2 separate regions of the Mus musculus genome follow, and region 1 is linked to region 2. Evidence: chromatin contacts called from public HiCAR-type data. All regions are on one chromosome and are shown on one strand. Each heading gives the region's core, a stretch centred on a gene start, on an enhancer-like site or on the middle of the called end of the contact. The rest is flanking DNA. Distances are from core to core; before and after follow the strand shown. Region 1 holds the start of Ift80 (intraflagellar transport 80). Region 2 holds the start of Shox2 (short stature homeobox 2).

Region 1 (6,780 bases), core at 3,672-6,171, 2.0 Mb after region 2:
TTGCTGTTCTTACAGAGGCTTGGTTCCCTGTATCCACACGTCAGCGCCCAACCATCTATAACTCCAGTCCTAGGGGGAGTGACCCCTTTTTTGGGCTCCTCGGGCACTGCATGCACATGAAATACGAATGTAGATGCAATCAAAACACCCATAACACATTTTAAAATAATCTCTTTTTAAAATTCTATTTTATTATTGCTGTCATTAGAAGTAATAGGACAACTTTTAGAAGTCAGTTCCTGGGATAAAATTTGTGTCATTTGGCTTGCACTGAAATAATTTTTACCTAAAAGCTAACTCTCTGATCTCATTATTATTATTATTATTATTATTATTATTATTATTGTAATTAATTAGTAAATTGTACAGCGGCACAACTTGCAGAAGCTGACTGCGTCCCTCCTTCCACCATGTAGTTCCTCTACTGGATGGGCCATCTTGCCAGCCCCCATATCATTTTTAACGGATTTTACAACTTTTTGCCATGGTGTTCCATTAATTCTAGCAAGACACTAATTCACTAATCTAAAAATATATATATTAGATAGTAGGTGACGTTGTGTGGATGGCTCAGTGGTAAAGGGACTGACTGTCGTGCAAGCATGAGGACTTGTGTTCAGATCCCTAGCACCCATGAAAAATCCCACGTATGCTTGTAACACTAGCACAAGGGAGAGAGATGCAGAAACCCAGAACTGCCAGGAGGTCCCACCAATTGTTTCTGAGTTCAATGAGAAACCCTGTCTCAAAAACTAACACAGTGAGGCTGGAGAGATGGCTCAGAGGTTGAGAGCACTGACTACTCTTCTAGAGGTCCTGAGTTCAATTTCCACCAAATAGTGGCTCACAACCATCTATAATGAACTCTGGCACCCTCTTCCAGCACGCAGGCACATATGGAACAGCATGTACATAATAAATAAATAAGTCTTTAAGAAGGGAAAAACTCAACATAGCAAATGACAGAAGATGCCTATTATCTACCTCCAGCTTCAACAACAGGCATCAGCACCTGCACACACACGTACACACACACACACACACACACACACACACATACAAGCATGTACACACCCCAACCACCCAGATACCAGTGATCTTTAATTCAACCAAAACTGAAGAATCATATTGCACCAACGAAATACAATGCTACATTAATTATTTTTCAAATGGGCTATCTATTGATATAGAAAGATAACTATAATATTCAAAAGAAAAGCAAGATGTATAGCAATATTATAAAACTTAGGGTCAGCAAGATGGCTCATCAGGTAAATGAACCTGTCACACAAGCATGATGACCGGAGTTCAATCCCCAGAACCCACCTAAAGGCTCTGGAAGAAGGGAATGGGCTCCACGAAGTTGTTCTCTGATCTCCACATGTGTGCCTTAGCATGCCTATACACATACCGTGTACACATACTACAAAACTTTTGTAAAATACAATTCAATCCCTGTGTGCAAATGAAAAAGATGTTATAGATTTAAGCTGGCGGGTACTAAAACACTTCTCTGGGAAGATATATAAGAAGATATATAAGTGATGGATAACAGGAAGAACTCAACGAGAAGTGATAATTATTTCCTCACCTTTTTTGGGTACAAAGCAGGCGCTTGCAACTGCACTATGCCCTCCCCCAATACTGTTTGACATTTTTAATCACACTCAGTAATATAATAAACCAGACTGGCCTTGAACTCACAGAGATGCACCTGCTTCTGCCCCCCAGGTGCTAGAAGGCCTGGACCAACACACACAGATTTGTTTTGTTTCTCTGAGACAGAAGCTTAATAGTCCAGACTAACCTTAAACTAGCTGTGAAAAATAATCATGAATTTATTCTACTCCTGCCTTGTCCACCTGAGTGCTGGCAATACAGGAGTATACTGTCCATGATAGGTTTTATGCAGAGCTGAGAATCAAATCCAGGGCCTCTTTAAGCACTTTACCAACCAAGCCTACATCCCTAATCCCTAAATGCCTATTTCATCATGTTCACATTCCGACTTACGTCTACTCTATAGCTCTCGGTTATATCTCTTCTTCATTACGCAACTTAGTTTATAGCTGTTATAAAAATGTCTGTGCTGCCAGGCATGATGATGCTTGCCTCGAAGTCCAGATAAATAGAAATTCAAAGCTAGCCTTGGCTACATAGGAAATTCAAGGCTAGTCTGAGCTATAATGAGACCCTGTTTCAAGGAAGAGAGGGAAGGAGAGAGGGAGGGAGATGTTTGTTCTGACAGGGCATGGTTAAGTTCATTTAAATTTGAGGCTGTCGTTAAGTGATTTACTGAAGACCACTCCTTTCCACGTTAGTTAAGACTTTCCATACTGATACCAGCATCCGACTCAGTGGCCAGCACTACTGCTTGTTTTACCTGTTGCCTTTTCACTAACTCAGAGATCCATAAAGAACGGCACTTGACTGTCTTTAAGGGTTTATACTCTTAACCACCAAAACCTGTAACAGCAGTAGTCTGTCCAAAAGAACCGTGAATCTTTCCTTTCTCTTGCCTAGGCACTCTTCCCTACTCAGGAAAGAGTGTTTAATATCGATCTATCTAAACCTATGACTGATTTCTTTTCCCTGTAACAACATAACCCATTTCAGTTGTTAAGAAGTCTTCCTTTTTTTTTTTTTAAAAAACACTCTCACTCTATAGCACTGGCTCCAACTCAACACATAGCCCAGGTATTCTAAATGCATGGCAAACTTCCTGCCTCATCTCCCAAGCTACACCCAGCCTGTAGCTATATTCTTAATTTGCCTTTCAAGATCCTTCCTAAATTACTCTTCCTCAAATGCCATCACATAGTAATATCAAATACTTATGTATACTAGATGAACAAACACTGCTCTGAGATAGACATTATCTGTTGATTTTTAACATTCCCAGAGACACTTGATGAGTAAACTGCCCAATTCTACATCCAAAGAAATAATAGGATTTAGGGTTGTTTTCTAACTTTTAATGTGTATACTGCATGCACGTATGTGTGTGCCGAGCACCACCATTGTGCAGAAAAGGGCGTCAGGTCCCCTGGACTGGAGTTACAGGCAGGTATAAACTCTCAGTATAGGTGCTGGGGACCAAATCCAGGTCTGCGAGAGCAGCAGTGGTCCTCACTGCTGAGCCGTCTCTCCAGCCTTCCTGCTTCCTACTTATAGCTTTCTAGTAAGTTCTGCTCTGACTAGCATATACACCTTCCCATATGGTCTATTCTACCTTTTTCTTACATTTACTTTACATGTATGAGTGTCTTCTCTGCATGATGTGGTTCACATGCATGTCTCTCTCCAGGCCAGAAGAGGGCACCGAATCCCTGGAACTGGAGTTACAGACGGTTCTGAGAGCCATGTTGGTGCTAGGAACAGAACCTGGGTCCTCTGCAAGAGCAGTAAGTGCTTCTAACACCACACATCTCCCCTGGCCCAGTCTACTTCTTTCATAGCAGGTATCTCTTCCGCTCAGCTTTGTTGTATTTTAGAACCTCTGAAAATACAAAATACTCCAGAAGCCCCTAAAAAGAATCCCTTTATCCTCTTGGTACTCCTACTAGTCCTCCATACCCCCCCCAAAAAATATTCATTGAGCTTCATGGTGACATTTATTTTATGAAGACAATTTATTTTCAACTAGAAATATAAAGGTACATTATTATATTAGCAAACGTTTATTCAAACCACACCAATCTCCAAACTCCTCCAGACTCCCACACTTGTAGTCCTCTCCAGCACTTCCTGAGAATCACTGAATCTAAGTGTTAGGCATCTCAAAGCCATAATATATTTTAGAACAATGTAAATTCATTCATTAAAGGTTGGTGGGCTGGAGAGATGGCTCAGTAGTGGTTAAGAGCACTGACTGCTCTTCTCTGAAGGTCCTGAGTTCAAATCCCAGCAACCACATGGTAGCTCACAACCATCTGTAATGAGATCTGACACCCTTTTCTGGTGCACCTGAAGACAGCTATAGTATACTTAGATTATAATAATAAATAAATCTTTTTTTTTAAAAAAAAAAGGTTTATTGGTGCTCTAAAATGCCAAACCCTAAATAGGTTGAGGAAAAAAAAAGAGAAAGGCTAACAGCTCTCAATTTAAAAGTTGCTGTATAAATACTTACTGGGGGCAGCGAAATTAATCAGCGGTTCTTTAACATTGGGGAGGATGAGTGATACAGACCGTTTTTCAAAATTATAGGGTCACTAAACATTCAGGAAAACAATGCCAAAACACACAAAACTTGGTATACAATTTTCGGAGAGTCAGAAACTCTGTCCCAACCATCATTATCCTCAAACTCAGGTTAAAAGCCCATTAAGGAAACTAAACCGCTCGGGATTAGGAATTGCCGCATCCATTTAACAACCCTTGCTATTCCTTTCACTGTGTAACAAAGACAAATGCTACTTATGAACTAATTCCCCCATAACGGTAACTAGTTATCACCAGCGAATCCTTTCTCCCACTAGGAGCCCTGCTGGCCAAATGGTTATTTAAACTCAACACCTTTCAGTAGTGTCACTTACACAAAATAGTTCAAAAATCATTGTTATTCATAAATGGACTACAAGGTTAACTCAATAATCCCGGTTTCCTCGCTTTACCTGTAAACTCCACATCCCAAGATCAACACCCTGGTGGCTGGAAGAAGATGGAAAATAACTGATGCTCCCGCAAAGCTCATCCCATCTAACCAAGAGAAGCTAGGTCTTAATGACCGCTACCGCTTCCAAGCCCTTTCTTCAAAGGCTCTGGAGATGAAGAAATTTACCTCAAGTTCCAGGAAAGCGGTGGCGACTGCTCTCAGAGCTCGAACTAGTTACCAAATAGCCTCCCGACCTTTCCGTCACCATAGTGATTTCTAAGCGCTGCGAGCGTTTCCCCCTGCCATGTTCCCGCGATACTTGCTAGGTGCCAGTCACCCGAGCGGGCTCTTGACCCCGCCCCTAACCGAGCCCGCCCTCTCCCTGGAAGGTGTTATTGGGCAACTTGGACCCGCCTACAATTGTAGGCGGGACCCTGCTTGTTTTGTTTTGTTTTTTTTCCTTCTTTTTCAAATTCCTCCAGTTTTTCAAATGCTGTCGTTCTAGAAGTGCGAAACTCTCATTTCTGTTAAAGTCCACAGAAAGGACGTAGCCCTGCTTGCTCTCCCTTCCCAGTCGTAACTTGGCCCTCGGCGCCACGGTCCCTGGGGTAGAGCCCGCGCATGCGCCCGAACGGCCCGAAGATGGCGGTGGGACTCGCCGCACTTTTTTTCAAATTCGCGGGTCCCAGAAACCCTTGCGCGCGTTTGTAACGAATTTCCGTTCGAGTTTGGATTTTAGGCGCCATTTTCGAGTGAAGGACCCGGAGCCGAGACACCGGGAGGAGCGAGGCGGGGGGTCGGCCGTGCCACCATTTCAGCCCGGCTCGGAGTGGACCCGCCGACAGGTGAAGTCCTTCTCTTCTAGATCAGGTTGTCACACTTTCTCCTCCCTGCCCCGCGGGCGCCCGCAACCCCAAGGCCTGGAGCTGGAGCGGCGGAGGCGGCTCGGCGAGCTCCCGTGCCTGTCACCCCTCCCCCTCGGCGGCCGGGCGGCGGCTCCGGCGCCTCTTCCTGGGGGAGGCAGCGAGCCTGGCTCGGCCAGAGCGTCCCCTCCCCCAGGCCGATCCGTCCTGTCTCCTAAGGGGACTGCAGCCCCACTCAGAGCCTCTCCTGGGCACTTGGCATGGCTTACACTGTCGTCCATCGGGACTCCGCCCCGGACCCGGGAGGGTTAGACCCCCTACTATCCCGGAAAGTGACCCAACCCAAGCAGACGCTGCCAGAGTCCAGTTCAGCAGTGTGTGGCGGGTGACTCCGGCTTCGGCCATCCTCTCCGCTGGGGCGATGAGGAAAAGAGACCTGGACTTCTCCGAGGGCCGTCCGGGCGTCAGGACCTAAATGGCGGGGAGAAGGGAGGGGGTTGACAAGTCGCCCGGGCAGGCAGGCGCTGCTGCTCTGGAGAGTAGCCACGCAGCCCCGAAGCTGGACGAACTTGTCTCTCTCTCTCTCTCCCACTCTGTACCTCTCTCCCTCCCTCCCCGATTCCGAGCACATTCACTCCCCAGCCCCGACGGGAGGAGACTTGTCAGCAGACGTCCTTCTCTTATGAGATGGTTCCACAGGGGCGGGGGTGGCCTGAGCGAATTCCTCCGTCCTGGGCGCGATGGCAGGCGCGGCTATGTTTCCCCACGTAGCTGGGGCGTGGGAAAACCCGTCCCGCCCGGTTGCCACTGCTGGGTTCCTAGTAGCCACTTTCCTAGGGACCCGCTACTGGCTAGCGGCGTTGGGGAACGCGGTGGCGGGGTGGGTCCTGGGCGGAGCCCGTCCTGCTGCTGCGGGGCCTGAGCGGCGAGCTGCGGGCCGACCTGACTCGGGACTCTTCTGCCGCAGCCACCATGCGGCGTAAGGGCACCAAGCCCTCCACTGCCTGCCACCAGGAGGAAGGGCCGCCGCCCTCCCAGGACGGTGCCCACAGCGACGAAGAGATGGAGCAACCGGCCGGCGAAGCGGAGAGCGCTGCACCCGCAAGTGAGTGACAGGTCGGGATCCCCGTGCGTCGGAAGCCTGTGGAGACCCTCTGAGGGTGGCGGGGCGCAGGCGACGACAGGTTGATTTGGGAAGCTCCGGAAAGCCGTTCTTTGGTTTTCAGAGGAATTCCATGCAGTTTGCTCTAACGGTTCTGGAAGATATGAGAGTGAGCGGAAAACTTGCGTTGTGAGTTTCTGTGTTTTAGAGTAGTACTG
Region 2 (6,760 bases), core at 1,127-3,626:
ATTCGTTGCTACTTTGCTGTCCTTCCATGTAAAAGATAGGAGCTCTGGCAGTGTGAGCAAATAGAGCCACACGAGGGGTGGTATATATGTATGTCAAAAGGCAATGATGAGGACAGTCAAAGTCAGGCCCATATCAATACAAGGTCCACCCAACCTTCATCCTCTGCATGATTTGGAGATGGATGTCCACTGTCAAAGCTAAGTTTAGATAGTAGAGGCTGTTTTTGATTCCTCCCAACCCAGGAACCGGATCAACACAGAGGGGAAAAAATTAAGTCGAAAGAGCCAAGCTACAAAGAAATTAACACTTGCCCAGAGCTTGGAAATCAACAACCCCAGCAACTGGCTCACCCAGGCTTGCCAGGGCTATGTAACCCGAGTCTCAGAGCTATGAACCTTGAAGGGTTACTCTGGGGGCCCCTTTATCATTTTACCCTATCACGTTCTAAATTTAGGGGAACACGGCCGGCCGGGATCTCGGTGAAGGCAAAGCGCCCCATCTTGCCCCAGCTTGGCATTCTATACAGTAACCTTATTTATTGCCTGTATTTCTGCTTCTCAGAGTTCATTTTGTGGACGTTTGTTCTTCCTCCGGGAAGGAAGTAGATAAGGTCACAGCAAACATTAGGGGTCAATTTAATAGAAAACATTACTAGGACAATCTCACTAACATCTTAGTAAAATTTAAACAGGAACATATATTCTTCAGATGGGAAGGTGGACTGGCTTTGTCTGTTGTCACCCCCAGAGTGGATTCCCCTCAAAGTTTAGGGGCTTCAAAGGAAAACAAATCCAAATTTCAAGTTGATTAATAGACTTAATATAATGTCTCTTTCGCCCCCAACTTTCCACTTAATGGCCTAAACAGGAACAGACCGTGTTATAAACAAGTTAATTGCTTGCTTAAATTTGTGATTCTACGCATGCCACATATTTTCTTAATTGGAAAAATATGGCAGCACACCAGTTACTGCAGTACCGAGTGCCAAATTAATTTTTAACTTTGAGTTGATGGACGCTTCACCGGTTAGATAAAGCCTTTTTCTAACACTGCTCTCTCCAAAAGTCTCTCTCTCTCTCTCTCTCTCTCTCTCTCTCTCTCTCTCTCTCTCTCTCTCTCCATCTCTTTCTCTCTCTCTCCTAAAGTACTGCACGATTCTAGCCAGTAAAGAAATTGTGTATGTAGTGTCCTCGTCGTCGTCCCCCACCCTCTACTCCTCAATTCCTCCACCGAGAGGGAATCACCTTGGCCTGGACCTTTGGCTGGCTCCTACCTTAACTGTTCAGTAAGAATGTGAAGTTTGGTCCCCAAGATCCGGAGATTTGGGGGCTTTGCAGAGTTACAGTGGTTTTGATGGCAAATCTAAAGAAGGGCAATGTCGTGTGGCTCTCCTCTTTCTCTCCCCTCCCCTTCTCTCCTTTAGGCTTAGGAAAGGGGTTCTGGCAAACTCGGGACTACGGGCTAGTTACAACCGGCCTCCTAGTGAGCCCCTGCCGCACCCCTTCTCGCCGCGGGCCACACAAACTTCGCCGTCCCGCAGCGCGGCCCCATCCTCCCGCTCGCGAAAAACATATTTCGGTGCAACCGGAGCGACAGAGAAGGGTGCGCGAAACCCCACGCCCTCCCCCACGCGAGGACCCCACCCACGACGGAGCAGTCTGGCCTCCTACCCCTCCACTATCCCGGTATCTCCCAAAGCTGGGGTCCAGGGCCCTCTGCGATGCCGCCCTCCTCCCGCTCGGGTCCCGGGTCCTCTCCCGCCCCGAGGATAAGGGAAGGCAGTAAGGGGAACCGCGGCCGGGGGCAGGCCGTTACCCTCCGTCAGCCGCGGGCTGCCGGGCTCCCTGCTCCGCTCCGCGGCTCCCATGTCCAGCTCCCGGACGGGAGAGCGCCCTCCTCCAGCTCCTCCGCCTGCTCCTCCTCCTCCAGCACCTCCTCCGCCTCCTCCGCCTCCGCCTCCGCCTCCTCCCGCGCCGCCGCCTCCGCCGGCCGCCCGGACTGCCGGGCTGCTGCGGTCGTCGCGGCCCGGCTCGACGCAACCGGGCTCTTTGGCCCCGCGCAGCGGCCCGCTCTCTAGCACCTCCCGGTACGTGATGGCCTCCTTCTTCTCCTTCACTTTCTGGTCAAAAGACTTGGAGACGAACGCCGTAAGTTCTTCCATCGCGGCCGCTGCCGCCGCCGGTCAACCTCGCGCTCAAGCTCTCCCTGCCGAGCCCCGCTCTTTTTTTCCTCCTTCTTTTTTTACTGCTCCAGCCCCCCCAATAATAACACATCAATGGGGCAGGGGGATGGGGGAGGAGAGGGAGGAGGAGGAAGAAGAAAAAGAGGAGAAGAAAGAAGAGGAGAAGTAGAAGGAGAAAAAGAAGTAAGAGGAGGAGGAGGACGAGGAGGAGGAGGAGGAAGGAGGGGGTAAAGGGGGAGAGGGGGGAGGAGGGAAGGGGCGGGGGCCGCCAGAGGGAAATGGGAACTGATGCTTCCCTGCCGGAGTGCGCGTGTTCAATGTTAAGATCTTTGACAATTCTTCCTGCGGAGAGTTCAGATCTGATAGCGACGCAGCTCTTGAAGTCTCACTATTTATACTTCCTAAAGGCGGGCCTCTTGTTCTGAGTAAATTACCTCCCCTCGCAACTCCTAGTGAACCCCTTCGCGGGTAGCAGGAGCGCCACTACCTGGGGTGGGGAGGAGAGGGAGTGGGGACGAGAGAGAGAGAGAGAGAGAGAGAGAGAGAGAGAGAGAGAGAGAGAGAGAGAGAGAGAGAGAGAGAGAATATGAATATGAATATTGAGGATGGAGGATCCAGGCTGGAGTCCACCGGGCTGGAGAGGGAGGGCAAGCAGGGGACCAGAGGGGGCGGGGAGAGGAGGCAGGTCCTCAGCGGTCGGGTTTTCTGATAGCCTCGGCCGCTGGTGCTCTTGGCCATTAATCCAGGATTGACAAGAATCCCTAATTAATTTAATTAAGCGTGGATTTTGCGTTGGTGTCACGACTTAGTAAAACACTGGGGAACTGGATAGACTTCTCGGAGGCGGGGCCAAGAGGAAACTGACAAGTGCATTGCAATCAGAGTCAGTGGGTATCCTCAGAGAGTACCCGACCCTACAGCCTCGCTCTGGGTGGGCATCCCAACTGCTCGACCCTACAATGATGACCCCTGGTCTCTGGCCCAGTATCGGGCTCTCTATGGTTAATAGGCCTAGCAACCATTCCAGTATTCCGTTCCTGCACCCTTTCTTGCTCCAAGCCGCTGCAGCTGCACAGCGGTGCATCCGGTCTTCACGCGCCTGCTGCGAATGGGGCTTCATTGCAGCACCTCGGAAGGCTTCACCTCCTTTTAGGATCTTCCGAACGCGCAGCCAGCCTCACTGAGTACTGGTCCCTGTAATTCACTCTACTACTTTGGAGTCAAAGCTGACTCCCATAAAGACACATCCCGCTAGAAGGGGTTGGTCGATTTAACTTGTTTCCTGAGCAGCTGTTCTCTGCCAGATTCGGTCTTAAGGTATTTTCTTACAGCCCGGTCAGGCGCAGTTCCATTTCGATTTTCTCTATGAGGTCTAAGGGTTCTTACTCCTTTTCCTAACAACTCCCTGCACCCTGCCCTTAATTATTTAGCATCTTGGGGGGCATTCTAGTTCGATTTCCTAATTCTGAAAAACAAAAGATGACTACTTTTTGAGTTCTGCGGAAAAAATTACCGATGTTGCTTGTCGCTCGACTAATTTTTGTTTACCGTGGACTGTGAAAAAAAGACTCACTCTTTGGAGGGGGGAAAACAACTCTCTTTCTGATTTATAACTTAAAAACTGTATATTTGACAATTATTTTATAAAAACTCTTAATTATATGGGGGGGGGGGACATGACTGTCTCCTCTAAGCCACGGCTTGCTGTGTGATTTGTAGCTATGCAAATACTTATTTGCTCACACAAAAGAATGTTTACATATGAAATGTTACATTTACTTGAATATGTAAACAAATATACCTCTTTAAGTGGCAGTTTGGGGGGGCATTTTCAGTATACTGAATATTAATGAGTTTTGTTTGATGTTAAAAGATAATGTTTTCGTTCTCTTGGATCCAGTACTCAGTAAAAATGAAAGCAGTTACAGGCCATTAATATGTATATCTTCTACTTATTGATTAGAACAACAAAACACACTTAGCCAATAATTTCAGAAGTTCTACCCAAACAACCTAAAACATTGGTAAAGAGAACACAGAATTGTGGTACATAATGTATTCTCAGTCGAGAATTTAAGTGTAATTTAAGACGTTCCATAACTTCTTGTAATACTAACTACATTGCACATTTAAAGGACATGAAAATAAAGCTTATTAGAAATGTTGCTTTACTTTTTCTTTGACATTATCCTTCCTTCTAGAAACATTTCCCACCCTGCTTTTAGGACAAAGGCATACCTTTACATGGTTAACAGCGATTGCATTAAACATTTAGGTATTATTGAAGTACATGAACTCTTGCTTTTATTATTTCACAAGACTCAAAACCTTACTGCTTCCTAACTTCTATGAATTTAGGAGCAATGTCACATTGAGCATCGGTCTGCTATCTGTAACACTGTAATTCCGGAGAATAATCACAGAATTTTACTCTTTTGTGAAACTGTTTAAAAAAGATCATTTAGTAATGGGATCCACTAAGTTGACATGGTGTTTCAGTAGCTTTCAACCTCTATGACGAAATACATATTCGTAAACACCTCCCAAATAGCCCCTGCTAGAAGCCTGGTAAGAGATCAGGAGACCCCCAGACGCTTCTTCATCCTTTTAACCACAGGACTTAAATACAAACGCTTATGCCATCTTCTGTACTAGAAGGATGACCACTTTAAAGGTAACCAGAGAAAGATCAGGCATGACTATCCTGTAATTTGAACCAATAGATTTCTCTATTATTTCATCTTCTTGACTCATTCTAACTATAGGGGTGGTAGATGAAGCAATGATAAATCTCCAGTGTCTGACTCCCATTTGTGTAAAGGAAGTTTAATTTAAAATTTTTATTAGCATATAATTGTATGGTTTTCTTTATGAACTTTTCACATATGGAAACATACACCTCTTCTGTTAGCCTCTTATATCCCCCCCCCCATTCCCTTCCTCGCCATCCCCAATAGTCCCTCTTTTAGGAAGTTTCAGTTTTAAGAAATTAAAAGTTTGGAAATTGTATTAATAAAAGCTATGAAGTATGATGTTTCACCAAACAGCAAATATTTTCCTGAGAAAAGACATTTCAAAGCCTTTATTTTATTTTATTTTATTTTATTTTACTTTGTCAAAGTTTTGAAAGGAACATTGACTTTAAAACTCAGGAGACAGCCTATGGACAGATACAAAAATAATCAGGACCCCCCCCCCCCAAGAGTTCCCCCAGTTTTTGAATTATTTAAAACAAACATGTAGTGTTGTGGTTTTGTTTTAAAAGAGTCCCTCAAAACTGGCTAGTTAAGGTCCAGTTACTTTCCAGGAATAAACCTATACTGGAAGTGAGTTCCATCTCAAATCTCTGTGGAAATCTGAACCTTAGTATCTAGCTAACAGTAGGCCTGAATCCAAGTTAATATTTTATATATCTCCTCATTTTTGTTTCCTTATACTAAATCATGAAAGAAAAGTCATACAAGGAAAATATTGTATATTACAGAAAATGCCACGTTTCTTTAATTTCGGTAATAGAAGCTTCTTTCTTTCTTTCTTTCTTTCTTTCTTTCTTTCTTATAAATCTACCCATTTACTTTCTCTTCTAGAGGAACCTTCTCCTATCGGGCAGATTTCTTCCTCCTATCTAACAGTTTCTTTAATAGGAGAAACTAATTGCTTCCAATCCGTGAATGCCTTCACCTTCATGGCAGGAAAAAAAAAAAAAACCCACCGATTTTAATGTATTTTTTTGCAAATAAATCATTACAGTTTAATCACACACGACTCTATGCAGACACACTCCCATGATTTATTATTGTTGGGCGAATTTCCACCTCGCTCAACAGGAACTAACCAATTTTGCTCTACGCGGATGTCTTAAACATAACTTCTTACGATGTAGATGTTTGCTGATTATCTGTGACGATAACGGCGAATACTAAGGCAGTAACATCCCATAGTACCACCTTTATTGCTTTTGGAGAATAAGAAAATCCAATTATGCAAACACGCAAAACAAACATTAAACAAAAAATTGGCGGCATGACAATCCACTCGCTCGGCATTCCTAATGGTCCAGCAGCCTGCATCGACGCACTCGACAGCTCGGCTGAAGCTGCCTGGTGCTGGAACCAGGAAGGCGCTGAGCTTAAATTGAAGCAAGTTCTGAGGACGCCGGTGGCGCCGTGGTTAGAAGAGGGGGTTCCAGGTCCCCACGTCGGGAGGTGCGAACCCGAAGGTCGAGCCAGGTGATGCCGGCGTCCAGAGCTTGGGGGCGGCGCCCGCGAAGGAGGCGTAGCGAGGCCCAGCTCTGCGGGAGGCGGCGTGGGGCCTGGCGCAGTCTGTGGCCAGGAGCTCGCCGAGGGTTGGGCCTGGGCCCGCGGCGTGCGGTTTGTAGCCGTGCGCATGCGCCCCGCACCTTGCAGGGTCCCAGCCTGCTGGCTCTGGGCGAGGGGGTCGCCGGAGTGGTCGCGGGTGGCGAGCGGCCGCAGGCCCCAGGCTTGGCCTACAGTGTGGAGTTGATGTGGAGAGGTAGCCCCCAGTCCGCGGGTCCCGCGGGTCCTCGATCGCCGTTCCTCGGATTCCCAGTTGTCCTT

What was found. HiCAR-type assays count read pairs that join an accessible place to other places.
Region 1: a contact with region 2 is called in a HiCAR-type map of astrocytes, with 4 times the contacts expected there. The contact joins the promoter of Ift80 here to the promoter of Shox2 in region 2. A contact is called at or near these places in 3 of 39 promoter capture datasets (the 3T3-L1 cell line, liver and pre-B cells) and 1 of 115 datasets of contacts at active chromatin or transcription factors (astrocytes).

The regions. Positions count from the first base shown.
Region 1 is chr3:68,999,649-69,006,428 of GRCm38.p6, forward strand. It overlaps Ift80 (intraflagellar transport 80), which reads right to left and starts at 4,922. Exons shown (of 20, transcript NM_026641.2): 1 at 4,784-4,922. It overlaps Smc4 (structural maintenance of chromosomes 4), which reads left to right and starts at 5,090. Exons shown (of 24, transcript NM_133786.4): 1 at 5,090-5,442; 2 at 6,428-6,565. The coding sequence starts at 6,433.
Region 2 is chr3:66,979,395-66,986,154 of GRCm38.p6, forward strand. Shox2 (short stature homeobox 2) reads right to left here and starts at 2,377. Exons shown (of 5, transcript NM_001302357.1): 1 at 1,817-2,377. The coding sequence starts at 2,162. Rsrc1 (arginine/serine-rich coiled-coil 1) reads left to right here and starts at 6,268. Exons shown (of 10, transcript NM_025822.4): 1 at 6,268-6,412.